Linked DNA regions of Rattus norvegicus: region 1 is linked to region 2. Evidence: chromatin contacts called from public HiChIP or PLAC-seq data. All regions are on one chromosome and are shown on one strand. Each heading gives the region's core, a stretch centred on a gene start, on an enhancer-like site or on the middle of the called end of the contact. The rest is flanking DNA. Distances are from core to core; before and after follow the strand shown.

Region 1 (5,851 bases), core at 818-3,317, 220 kb after region 2:
CATTAGAAAAAAAATATAATTTTAAAAGCATACCTGGGTCAATGATAGCCAGTGTGCATACTCTGTAGTATTTTCCACACGCTGTGCCCAATTCAATGTTATTGCCACTGTAGTGATGGACACCAGTTTTAGCCAACATGGCATAGTATTCTATTTCAGATTTCCTTGGGGGAACAACAACAAAAAGTCAGACAAAACCCCATACAAAGGTATTGACAGATTCACTACAAATTGGTGAGGCTTTAAAAAAAAAGATCATATTCGGTCCCCAGCTCCGAAAAAAAGAACCAAAAAAAAAAAAAAAAAGATCATAGATCCTTTACTAGTGTATACTGTACTTTTCTACTAAATACCTACTTTGTTGAGGTAGTATTCGGTACTAAATACATTGTATTCATGTTTCAATTTACTAAATACGTTTAAAATGTGTTTGAAATAAGTTACTTAGAAACCACAGGAAAAAATGGTGTCTAAAGTACTAGAAAAGGGATAATAGACATAAAAAAGTCAATGCTGGCCTGGTACACTGACAGCCTGTGCTGCTCTTAACAAAGTTCTGTTCCCAGCACTCACACCAGCTGCCTCACAACTACTTAACTCCAGCTCCAGGAGAATCTTCTGGATTCTCAAAGGGTGTTATTTCTCATGTCAGCAACAAGTATTATATACTCCATCTTAACAAACTGAGGCAAAGACTAATAGGAACGAGGGGTGGAATAGGAATTGGAATGGAGGGTAAAAAGTGTAAAAAAGATAGATAAGCCACCTTACCACCTACTACATACTGACCACTGCGTAAGGACTGCTGATACTATTACTCAAAGAATAAACACTTCAGTGCCAGGTTAATGGATTCAAATGGTTAAGATGTGAAAGTTCCACAGAAACTTGAGCTTATTATGTGGCCCATAGACCATCAACAGTGCCCCAAAGTGCTTATGAGAAATGAACTTCAAGCCCCAGACTGGACCACTAAGTCTGAACTACATAAAAGAATGAAGGTGTGCAATCACCATAGAAAAGTCAAGAGGCTTATACTATACAAGTTTCTTTAGCTTACTTAAAATACTATGCTCAAGTTAAAATGGTTAATCAAGAATAAACTAATGTTCAAAAAATTGGACCCTGCTAATAGGTGACTTTATGAATTTAGCTGAAATTTTTTAAAACTAAAACACGCACAGCAATGGAGTGTTAACACTTCAAATCTTGAAAGACGATCAAAAATAGGGATGTTCCAGATACGTGGGAAAAGCCACCGTGCTTCCCTGAACCTGCGTGTTATCATTTGTATGCGACCTGTTACACACTGTGTATTTACACTTACAGAAGAATACACACACAAATCAGGGTCCAAACATCAGAAAACAACCATCATTATTCTTCCCAATGCTGGAATCTACAATAAGCCACATACATTCATATTCCCTCCATTACCTCAAAGCTGGACAGTTGTTGGCGAGGATAACCAATTTCGCTTTGCCTTGTCTGATCATCTTCAGAGTCTGTTTGTACCCCAGCACGTACTTTCCACTTTTCATAACAAGTTGGAGCCGAGAGTTGATTGACTCCAGAGACTTTTTCTACAATGCAAACATTTGAGACTTGAAAACCACTCGCAGCCATCTCAAAACCAAACCCAGTTCCAAATTTCTGGAATTGAACACTTTAATGATGCCTGCGAAGTCACGTAGGGCCTCTCGGATTCACTTTGAAACCCTGAAACGTCAGCGGCATGCAATCCACCCAGTGTGCTCAGATCTATCCGCCCCGGCCCAGACCCAGCTCTCCACGTGAAGCGGCTTCCGGGCTCGGTCGGCTTCACTTACCGTCTTCTTTGCAGCCACCATCCTCTTGCCTTAGGTGCGGGACAAGCCCCAACCTAGAATACACAGAGGGCAGAAGTGAGGATTATGATACAGAGCGTCAAACACCAACTAGCGGAGCTCCCCGAGCCGCCTAGTCCTCTACCCAGCAGAGCTCACTCACCAAGATCAGACGCCAAGATGGCCGGGGAGCGAGAAAGGAAGGAGCTCCCACAATGCAAAGCTCTTCTAGGCGAACAGAGGATTATGGGACAGGAAGCGGAAGCAGAAGCCGAGCCTGTCACTAGCGGAAGGGCACTTGCTGGAGTGAGCTGTGGCAGTTGGTTGCTATGGGGATCTGGCTGGGCTGCTACGTGGCCTGGGCTGCGGCCTACGGTTCTCGGTTTGTGTTCTGCTGCTGTGGGCTGAAACCGCGGAGAACGGGAACTCTATAGGAGCTGGCGACGACGGCCGAGGGCGCCGTGTGTGAGGCGGCAGGGTCTGGGCTGGTCTCCGCCGGATGTGGCCTCGGGATGTTGTTCCGGGAAGACCACGGGACGCGGCGTTACCTTTGGAGGCAATTTCTGTCCACCTGCCGCTGATCTTCTTGCTTGCCGCTCGTAGGAGACACCCCCCGCACCCCCCAACACACATACATACATACACTTCCTGTGGCGGTTTTATTCCGTGTACTTGGGAGCCGACTTTGCACAGGGACCGCAATTAAAAAAAATAATCTAAACTCGGTGAGGTGGCTGAGCGGGTAAATGCGCTTGCCACTAAGCAGATGGATTGCGTTCCAAACCCACGTGGTGTAAGGGGAGCGCCAGGCTCAGCAGGTTCTCTGACCTGCGCTTGGATGCACACATAAGTATACAGAAGTAAACTGTCACAATACGAATACTTTTAAAATCACTTTGCTACGAAACTTGGGCCGTTGTATAAATGTAGTATTCGTGGGGAAAAAAAAAAAGAGAGAGACTGAAAGCCTCTATTTATGCACTCTAGCACCAACAAAAACCCCGGGTTGTTGAGATTGTTCAGTCAGTATAGTGCTTGCCTTGCAAGCATGAGGACCTGAATTCTATGCCTAAACCTCCCCGCCACACCCCACCCCCAAAAAGTCTGGCATGGTTGTGCAGGATCGTAATTCCATTTCTGGAACAGATCCCTGAGGCTAACGCCACCCAACCTAGCCTAACCTGTCAGCTCCAGGTCCCAGTGAGAGATCCTGTGAAAAATAATGTGGACAACTATCGAGTAAGCACACCAGAAATTGACCTGTGACCCCTGCCCAGCTGCACAAACACCCGCGCCACCAAACATATATAAGCATAAAAAAGTAAAACCAGGTTAGTAAGTAAGCTGTATGGTGTGCTACTTTGCCCTGGAGGTTAGGAGAGGGAAGAACAACCCTGCCTCCCCTTAATAAAAATAATTTTAAAAACATCCGTGAGCCATGCGGGTCCTAGTAACCTATGCCTTTAATCCCACCTTGGGCAGGCAATCTCTGTGAGTTGATCTTTTAAAAAAAGTCAGAAATTAAAACGTTTATTTTACCTAGCTAATACATACACTATGATATGAAATAGTAACGTTATTCTCAAATTTTTACAGCTAATGTATTACAGAAGTATGAATAGAACCAGGCCTGTAAATTAAGTAGTTTTACAAATGAAAGTTTATTCAACTGTTGTGGCCCATTTTGTTGTGAATTTGACCAAATGGTAGTGTTCAATTACCATACTATTTGCTTTAACATTTAGGCATAAAGTACTTAAGATGGTACAAATCTGGGCTGGAGAGATGGCTCAGCGGTTAAGAGCACTGACTGCTCTTCCAGAGGTCCTGAGTTCAATTCCCAGCAACCACATGGTGGCTTCCAACCATCTGTAATGGAATCCGATGCCCTCTTCTGGTGTGTCTGAGGACAGCTACAGTGTACCCACATACATGAAGTAAATCTTTTAAAAGGGGGGGGGGGGGGCGGGGGACAGGCTGTATCCCTTGTTAGAGCACAAACAGTTCTAACAATTTCATCTGGTAGTTGTTGAACTGGCCTGGCTGTCCAGCAGCTAAAATGACCATATTAACAGTTACTTGATGTTCATAGTGAGGCATGCCTCAGTGCTTGTGGAACGCATCCTTCATATTCTTGCCAGCCCACCTGCACATTAAGCATGCTGATAAATATGTTGGTAAGGAGGAACGATGAACTCAAGGAAACAGTCTCTGACTTGGTGAATAACCATTGTGCACTTGAGCATCCTAAGGGGGCAAGAGAGAATGGCAGCTACCCAGACCCCTCCCATCTGACAGACTACAACTTCGAGTTGAAAGCCAGCCAGAGTAATGCTTCCCCTTGTCTAATTCTACTTTATTTTGCCATTTCCTATCCAAGGTAGCATAAATTTGTATACCCATTGATACAAAGAGCCAAGCAATACTTCCTGTGTTTATTGTGAGGAGTGATGCTATTGGAAAGTGAAGTGCTATCTATGTACTTGGTCTTTAGGTTAGCACTCAGGAAGCAGAGGCAGATGGATCTCTGAGTTCAAGGCCAGCCTAGTCTACAAAGGGAGTTCCAAGATAGACAGGGCTCCTACACATACAAGCCCTGTTTTAGAAAATCAAAAAAGTAAAATAAGAAAAACCACAGTAGCAGTTCTGACCAGATAGAATTAAGCCAGTAATCTAATAAGACTAAGGGAGGTCAGGTGATTGTTGAGGTCAGTCAGGCAGAGGCATGCATTGTGTTGTCTGCAGGCTTATGTAGAAACAACAGAAAGAAGCCCAACTAAGTAGAAAAGCAGTTTATTTTGCAGTTCAACAAAAGGACGAGACCCAGGTCTGGACAGATTAGGCATGGGAGAAACAGCAGCATGTTTCTGGTTCAAAGCAACCTGCAAAGCACAGGACAGGACCTCAATCTTATCCTGGGTGGTACCATAATTGGGTGCTTCATTTACAACTCTACCACACTCCAGGTTTGCCTACTTCTGGGTAGCTACATGGAGAGACCAGTAAGTCATGTAGAAATTAACTTACTATCATCCTTGTGACATAATAAAGTAAGTTCTTTGGAAAGGAATGTGTTAGGCAGGTAGGGTGTCTTGTTTTCATTTTCTCTTTTCGACATCTCCTTGCTTAGCATCACCCCCCCACCTCCCCGAATAGCTGGGAATGTTGGGATGGGGTGGGGTGGTGTATTTACATCTAGCAAAAGATGTCTAATATCTTAAGGACAGGACCACTGATAAGTGATCCTGGTGAAGATGTCAATAGGAATAACAAGTCTGATCTAGCATCCATTTCAGTAAAAAAGTGTCTGCTCACCTAGGAATGCAGAAATGGTTTGGTGGGTAAAGTGATTGCCTCAAAAGCATGAGGACCGGACTTCAGATCCCTAAAATCCACATAAATTGGTTTCCACAGTGTATATGATCCCAACGCTCCTTCAACAAGATGAGAGGTAAAGAGATAGGAGGGTCCCTGGATGCTTGTGAGTCAACAGTGTCAAACAAAAGTCTCTATCAAAGTTGAAAGTGCAGGTCAACACTAGAGATTGTGCCAGCCACTCCTGACTTGGGTTTAATCCCAGCACTCAGAACGCAGAGGCAGGCAGATAGATCTCTGTATTCCAGGACAGCCTGGTCTATAGAGTTCCAGGATAGCTAGGGTTACACCCAGAAACCTCATCTCAGAAACAAAACAAAACTAACCTCCACATATACACCATATACAAACATGCGCGTACACACACACACACACACACACACACACACACACACTGATGTCCTAAAAGGCTGCTAGATCTCATCCGAGTATTGTTTCAGAGACTTCACATTTGTGGTCACCTTTGCTGGGAAGTTACACACTCAGCCAGGTAAACTCTGGGAAATGGAAGGACAAGTTGTTGAGCCCAAGTCTGGCTTCTGTCCCTGTTCCTACATTTATTTTATTCCTGTGCTGATTATGAAGCGATGAGCTGATTCCTGAAAAACAATATTCATTAAGTACCTGGTTGTTATTGTTTGCCTAATCAC
Region 2 (6,113 bases), core at 2,948-5,447:
TTCCAACTGCTGTTCTGCCTTGCTGTGAGAACAAACATTATCAGGGTTTTTTTTTTTTTATAAGATTTATTTGTTTGTTTTATGTAAGTACACGGTATACTGTCATTGTCTTCAGACACACTGGAAGATTGGGTTCCATTACAGATGGTTGTGAGCCACCACATGGTTGCCGGGAATTGAACTCAGCACTTCTGGAAGAGCAGTCAGGGCTCTTAACCGCTGAGCCATCTCTCCAGCCCACATCATCAGTTTTGAAGGACGCACTCTTTTACCCTCTACCCAATCATGTAACCCCAAGGCTCAGTAGCCCCAGCTTGCGCATCTCTCATACATACCCTAAACCCCTAGACTTGAGTGTTGCATTCCTAACCTGCAAAGCAGGGAAGGTTGTGATCCAGGTCTGGACAACAGTAAAGACTGTGTTTACATCAGTGTCTTGATTTCTGGCAGTCTCCTGGGGTTCCTGTGAACTGGACATAACACCCCACCCCCACTTCCCCTCTCCCTTCTCTCCCAATCTTGCCTATTTCAATTCTGCCTAGCTACAGGCTGTAGGCATCTTTATTCACCTTCAGGGATATCTTGGAGAGCAAGGTCACATAGGGGCCAGCATTTAGCATGACAATACATAGCCATGCACCAAATGTCAACAAGGAGGCCTAGACTGAGTCACTTGGGTCTATGTACAGACTCTCCTATCCCTCCTGGGGAGCAACTGGGCTGGGGGTGGGGGTCACTATTTAGCATTATATTTCGTAGCAAAAGACCAACCCATCAATCAGGAGGCCTAGACTGGGATACTTAGCCTGATTCTGTCTCTAAAAGAAAACAAACAAACAAGCAAACAAAGAAGGGAACATAAAAGAAAGGTTTTGGGAGACAAAGAAGTTGCCAGTCCTAAAATCCTAAAGAGAGAGGTGTCTAAATGGTTTACGGAGGACAGCATGGAGACAGTGTGGCCTGGAAGAGTAGAATCAAGTTGCAGGGCAAAATGGCCGAGGTCAGGGAAGCTGCTACGCACGCCTGGACAGGAAAGGGACAGCTGTGCCCGGAGGCTTCTAGGGATGAAAATAAAGTCACTTTCTCAAATAATGGCCGTACTGCAAATAGAGGCCTTGTGCCAAGCTCAGTGTCACGTGCACAGCCCTTGGGAAGCAGAGGCAGGAACCCTGGAGGCTCCTCTGGGCTATGGAGCAGATCCAGTCAGGGCTACAGAGTGAGTCCCTGCCTCAAAAAGCCCCAAACGAAAACTAAAAGTGAGCAACCTGGCTCTGGGCTCTAAGTTACAGGGGGAAGCCCAGTTCTCTCTGCTGTTGTTTGGGTTTTGGAGACAGGGCCTGTCCACTTAGCTCTGTCTGACCTGGAACTCACCATGAAGACCAGGCTGGACTTGAACTCACAGAGACCTACTTGTCTCTGCCTCTGGCCTCCTGAGTGCTGAGATTAAAGATGTGAGCCCCCCATGCCTGGCACTCAGTTCTTGTTTTTCAGCAGTTCTCTATTGCATTCCAATAAGATAATTCCAAAGATGTTGTAGCTGTTTGGTTTTTCTACTAAGATTCACCTGTGCACGTTTTCTCCAGTTAGCTTCTACATTTTAAAATCTATAGCAATTTGGCTACTGTGACTTCCTATCTAGAAGAGTAAATTTTCTGAAATATAAAAGTTCACCTGAGGGGTTGGGGATTTAGCTCAGTGGTAGAGCGCTTGCCTAGGAAGTGCAAGGCCCTGGGTTCGGGCCCCAGCTCCGAAAAAAAGAACCAAAAAAAAAAAAAAGTTCACCTGAACCAATGAGTCATTTGCTTAATAAATCTGAAATCCTGGTGCGAAAGAAAAGAGAGAGGGCGGTAACATGGTAATTTTCTAAGCGTGTGAATTTGCAGAGTCTTTCAATGCAACTATATTACCATCCTGTCTTAGTCAGGGTTTTTATTCCTGCACAAACACTGTGACCAAGAAGCAAGTTGGGGAGGAAAGGGTTTATTTAGTAAACTTCCAAATTGCTGTGATAAACCAAAGGAAGTCAGGACTGGAACTTGAAAGAATAAAAAATGCAGCTAAGAAGTCAGAAGTTTAAAAAAGCCCCAAATACCTCAAGTTCCAGACCCTGCCCTCTACCTGTACTAGCTGACCATAAAGTTAGATTAAAATCTTAGAGAATAATCTTGAGAAACAGGAAGCTCCTCCTTGTGATTTTTCATTAGTATTCTCGGCACTTTCCAATGACACCATTCCTGCCCCCTCGGGTTGTGGTTTCTCCCTTTAAATACCCTTTCTCCCAGCCTTTCGGGGTCGAACTCCACTGCCTCTGCTTGGGATACGAGTCTCGACCCCAGTGCACTGGTTCCTATCAATAAACCTCATGTTTATTACAGCAAGGACGGTCTCACGTGAGTTCTTGTGGGGGGGGGCGCATCGAGACTTGAGTGAGGGTCTCCCCACTCCCGGGGTCTTTCAAACTCAATCAGGGCAGGAAGCAGGAGCTGATGCAGAGGCCATGGAGGGATGTTACTGGCTTGCTTCCCCAGGCTTGCTCTCTTATAGAACCCAAGACCACCAGCTCAGGAATGGCACCGCTTACAATGGGCTGGGTCCTCCCCACTTGATCACTAATTGAGAAAATGCCTTGCAGTGGGGTCTCATGGAGGCATTTCCTCAACTGAGGCTCCTTTCTCTGTGATAATTTCAGCTTGTGTCAAGTTGACACACAAAAGCAGCCAGTACACATCCCTTTTCTGAACACTAATGCTTGTGGCTTTGGGCACTAATGGCTGTGGACAGAATTGTATACTAAGTTTTCGCAACCCCGAGGATGGAACTCAAGGCTTCCTGCTAAGATAACACTGCACAGAGAGGAAAGCCCCAGCCCATACCTAACAATAGACAATCCCAGAGAGAAAGTTATCTTTAATGTTAGGAGGAGAAGAACAAAGACTAAGCTTTCCCAATTCCTCCCGCAACAGTTATCACCGTTTGCATCTCTGCTCAAGGTCCTTCACTTGGTATCTCTGGGAATAGAGGCCAAGTTTAAACTACACAAGAATGCGGTAGATGCCCGTCTTTGTGAAACTAACCAATCTTGCACGGAAGCAACCCTACCTAGCATTATCGTCGTCTTTCATCCTATTTGACATGTACTTAAATTTAAATCGAACCCATTTTATTTCTTTTTCCAACCCTGAAATAAAAACTTTCACTCGGCCTTTTGTCGCTCTTCCCCCACGCCCCCTCTCCTCCACTTCTTCTTTTTCCTGAAACAGGGTTTGCCTGTGCAGCTCCGGCTGTCCTAGAATTTGCCCTTTAGACCAGGCTGGCCTACCTCAGCCTCCCGACTGCTGGGATTCAAGGTGTGCACCACCACCACTGTTGGGTTTCACATGAACTTTTAAGTTATCAGAGATTCTTAGCTATCACTGTGGTCTTCAAAGGCTAAATTTGGATCCTATCCTTCAAGACAAAAAACAGCTGGAAGAAGACAAAACAGCAGCTGGAAGAAGACACCCCCCCACCCCACCCCCAGTCTTCTGGGCTCTTTCAACGCCGCCGTGCATTGTGTCTTGCATAGACCTCTTGTCAGTAATTTGTTTGATGATTTTTTTAAAAAGAATTTCAGTCATTATTAAAACTGCCAGGGAAGCACAGTGAGGGTGCCCTTGACACACATTCTATTTTCTGGGAAAAGATTGCTACCAGAGTAATTGAGCTGGGAAGCTGAGACAAATTACTCTCTGCAGGTTCCGCAGTGGTTCAAAGTACCGCAGTTGACTGGAATAATCATACTAAACAGTTTTCCTTCCTTCCGCCAGTTTGCAAGATAACCACAATCCTAGCACAGCACCCACGGGTTATCTGCAAGCTAGATGCGAGGCAAACACAGCTGGGATGAATCTGAAAACCAAGCAAAGGGGCACCCCATTTCCGGAGGAAAACTCTGGAGCCTCCCTGAGGGTCCAGCAACCATGCATTTATTTGGCGCAGCGCTCCCAGCTCCCGCAGCTGGCTGGAGCCCGCGGTGACATCACGAGCCCGGGCAGGCCACGTGACCCTCGGCCTCTCCTCCCCCGCCCCCTCGCGTCGCCGCGGTCCTCGAGCCCAGTGTCCCGCCGCAGCGGCCACTCGTAGCTCTCGGTGCAGTGCGGAGCCAAGGGTCGGGCGAGCGGTCGGAGCGTCGGGGCGCCAAGGAGAGGGGCTGGAGCAGCGGACCGTGTGAGCGGAGCCCGGGACGAAAAGAGAGAGACGGTCTCGCAAACTTGTGCGAGCGCCTGAGCTATGAAGATGGTCGCGCCCTGGACTCGGTTCTATTCCCACAGCTGCTGCCTGTGCTGCCATGTCCGCACCGGCACCATCCTGTTGGGCATCTGGTACCTGGTGAGCGCGGCCGGGCGTGGAGGGCGGCCCCCGGGGTCCCCACTCGCGCCGCTCACCCCGCACCGCTAAGTCGCTTAGTCTAGGTCGGCTTCGGTCTGGGGGCCGCCGGCGATCATCCGCCTAAAGTTGTATTATTAGAAAGTTAATTCTCGGGGAGAGCTGGGCTGCAGTGGCGGGGCCGTGTGTGTGTGTGTGTGTGTTGGGGGTGGGGGGACGGGGCCCTGCGTTGTGCGGCCCGGTCATTTTCACCCCCGTACGGCACCACGGCTGGTGAGCGTTCGCCCTCGCGAGTTCGGGTCCGAGCAGAAACGGTTGGGAAGCTCTTGCTCCTCTCGAGAGAGTTTTCCCGCAAATGCCTGTTGAAAGCTTACACAGGGAAGGCACCCCAGTGTGCCTGCGTTCCAGTTGGCTTGGAGAAGCCATCTTAACAACCACTCAGGTTTCTGCCCGAGGACAGGTGATCCCTCTAAACAGGCACGGCGGGGAAATGTAGTGTTTTTAAAAAATGTCCTTCAGGTTGGTGCTCTTAAGGTCTCATTGGCATCGAGAACAAACGGTGATTCTCTGGGGCTGCGAGTTAGCTTGATGGATCTTGCCCTGTGGCCTGCCCTTGGTTGATGGTTGGCAACCTTGGACTGAGTCGGATTCCTCTGCATTTTGGATTTTGTGACATCATTTTAGCGAGTTAAATCCGAGCTAGTTGGCAGTGAATAACGCTGCAGGACAAAGACGTGTCTTTAAAAGTGGTAATGAAGTGGCATATAAAACTTTTTTAGTCAGAACACATTCTTAGCTCCCTTTGATAGTTTTAAAAAATATAATGTACAGTATTGAATTGTAAACTGCCTCGTGCCATTTTAAACAATGCATTCCCCTTCCGTGAGATGTTACTGTGCTATTTATAGTCTCAAGTTTTCTTTAGTTGGGTTCATTATGGCCACATAATAAGAAATTTTTAGCCCTAAAAGCTTTCCGACAGACTGTCGGTATGTGCGGGTTCTGGCTGTGCAGTGTGAATGTAGATTGAACATTAATGTATTGGCTCAACCCCGACTTTTCTCAAAGCCAGGGAATTTACAGGAATTTAAAACCATAGTTGGAGTGAGGTAAGTGGCCTCCGGTAGTGCTTTTATCGATGGTCAGGGCAGACAGTCGTCTACAAATGTCTGTGTCCTCCTTGGAAGTGTTCAGATCTGCAGGCTTGCAAGTGCTTCGGTGGACGCAATCCCGAAAATCTAGGGCACTGCATTAGGCAAATGTACTACATGAACTACGGGAGAGATAAATCTACTCGAGCCTTGTTGTTGGCAGTCATCCAGCCGTGCTGTATCACTGTGACAGAAGCAGACCTCTCCTTAGGCTTCCTGTCCTGTAGGAACCCTCCCTTTGTGTGGCATATGCATTTGGAAATTCAGCTAATTCGTGGTAGCTTCCAAGAAGACAGGAAACCAGGGTCAGGTACTCAGCGTCTGTACAGAAATCACAAGACTATCGAAAATATTTTGTTCAGCGGTGGGGTTCTCTTATACAAATCGTTCTAAATACAAATCGGTTATCTAAGACCTTAAATTTCATTTTAAAAGATCAAGGTGGTTGGGGGTCTAAGGCCTAAGGAAACACCTTTCCTACAACACCCCACCTCCCCACCCCATCTTGCCTGCCACGTGTTCATGTATAAGAAAAGTGTTTTATGGGAAAGGAGTGGACGGCTGTTCAAATAGAGCCCAGTGTAGACTGATCCCAAA

What was found. HiChIP or PLAC-seq counts read pairs in DNA pulled down with a chosen protein or histone mark.
Region 1: an H3K27ac HiChIP or PLAC-seq map of oligodendrocytes shows a contact between it and region 2, with 4 times the contacts expected there. The contact joins the promoter of Rpl30 here to the promoter of Laptm4b in region 2. A contact is called at or near these places in 4 of 12 Hi-C or Micro-C datasets (hepatocytes, kidney and liver) and 1 of 1 datasets of contacts at active chromatin or transcription factors (oligodendrocytes).

The regions. Positions count from the first base shown.
Region 1 is chr7:67,534,488-67,540,338 of GRCr8, forward strand. Rpl30 (ribosomal protein L30) reads right to left here and starts at 2,068. Exons shown (of 5, transcript NM_022699.4): 1 at 1,990-2,068; 2 at 1,830-1,882; 3 at 1,438-1,583; 4 at 34-164. The coding sequence starts at 1,850. It overlaps Erich5 (glutamate-rich 5), which reads left to right and starts at 3,667. Exons shown (of 3, transcript XM_006241547.5): 1 at 3,667-5,851.
Region 2 is chr7:67,315,490-67,321,602 of GRCr8, forward strand. It overlaps Laptm4b (lysosomal protein transmembrane 4 beta), which reads left to right and starts at 4,198. Exons shown (of 7, transcript NM_001013174.1): 1 at 4,198-4,368. The coding sequence starts at 4,270.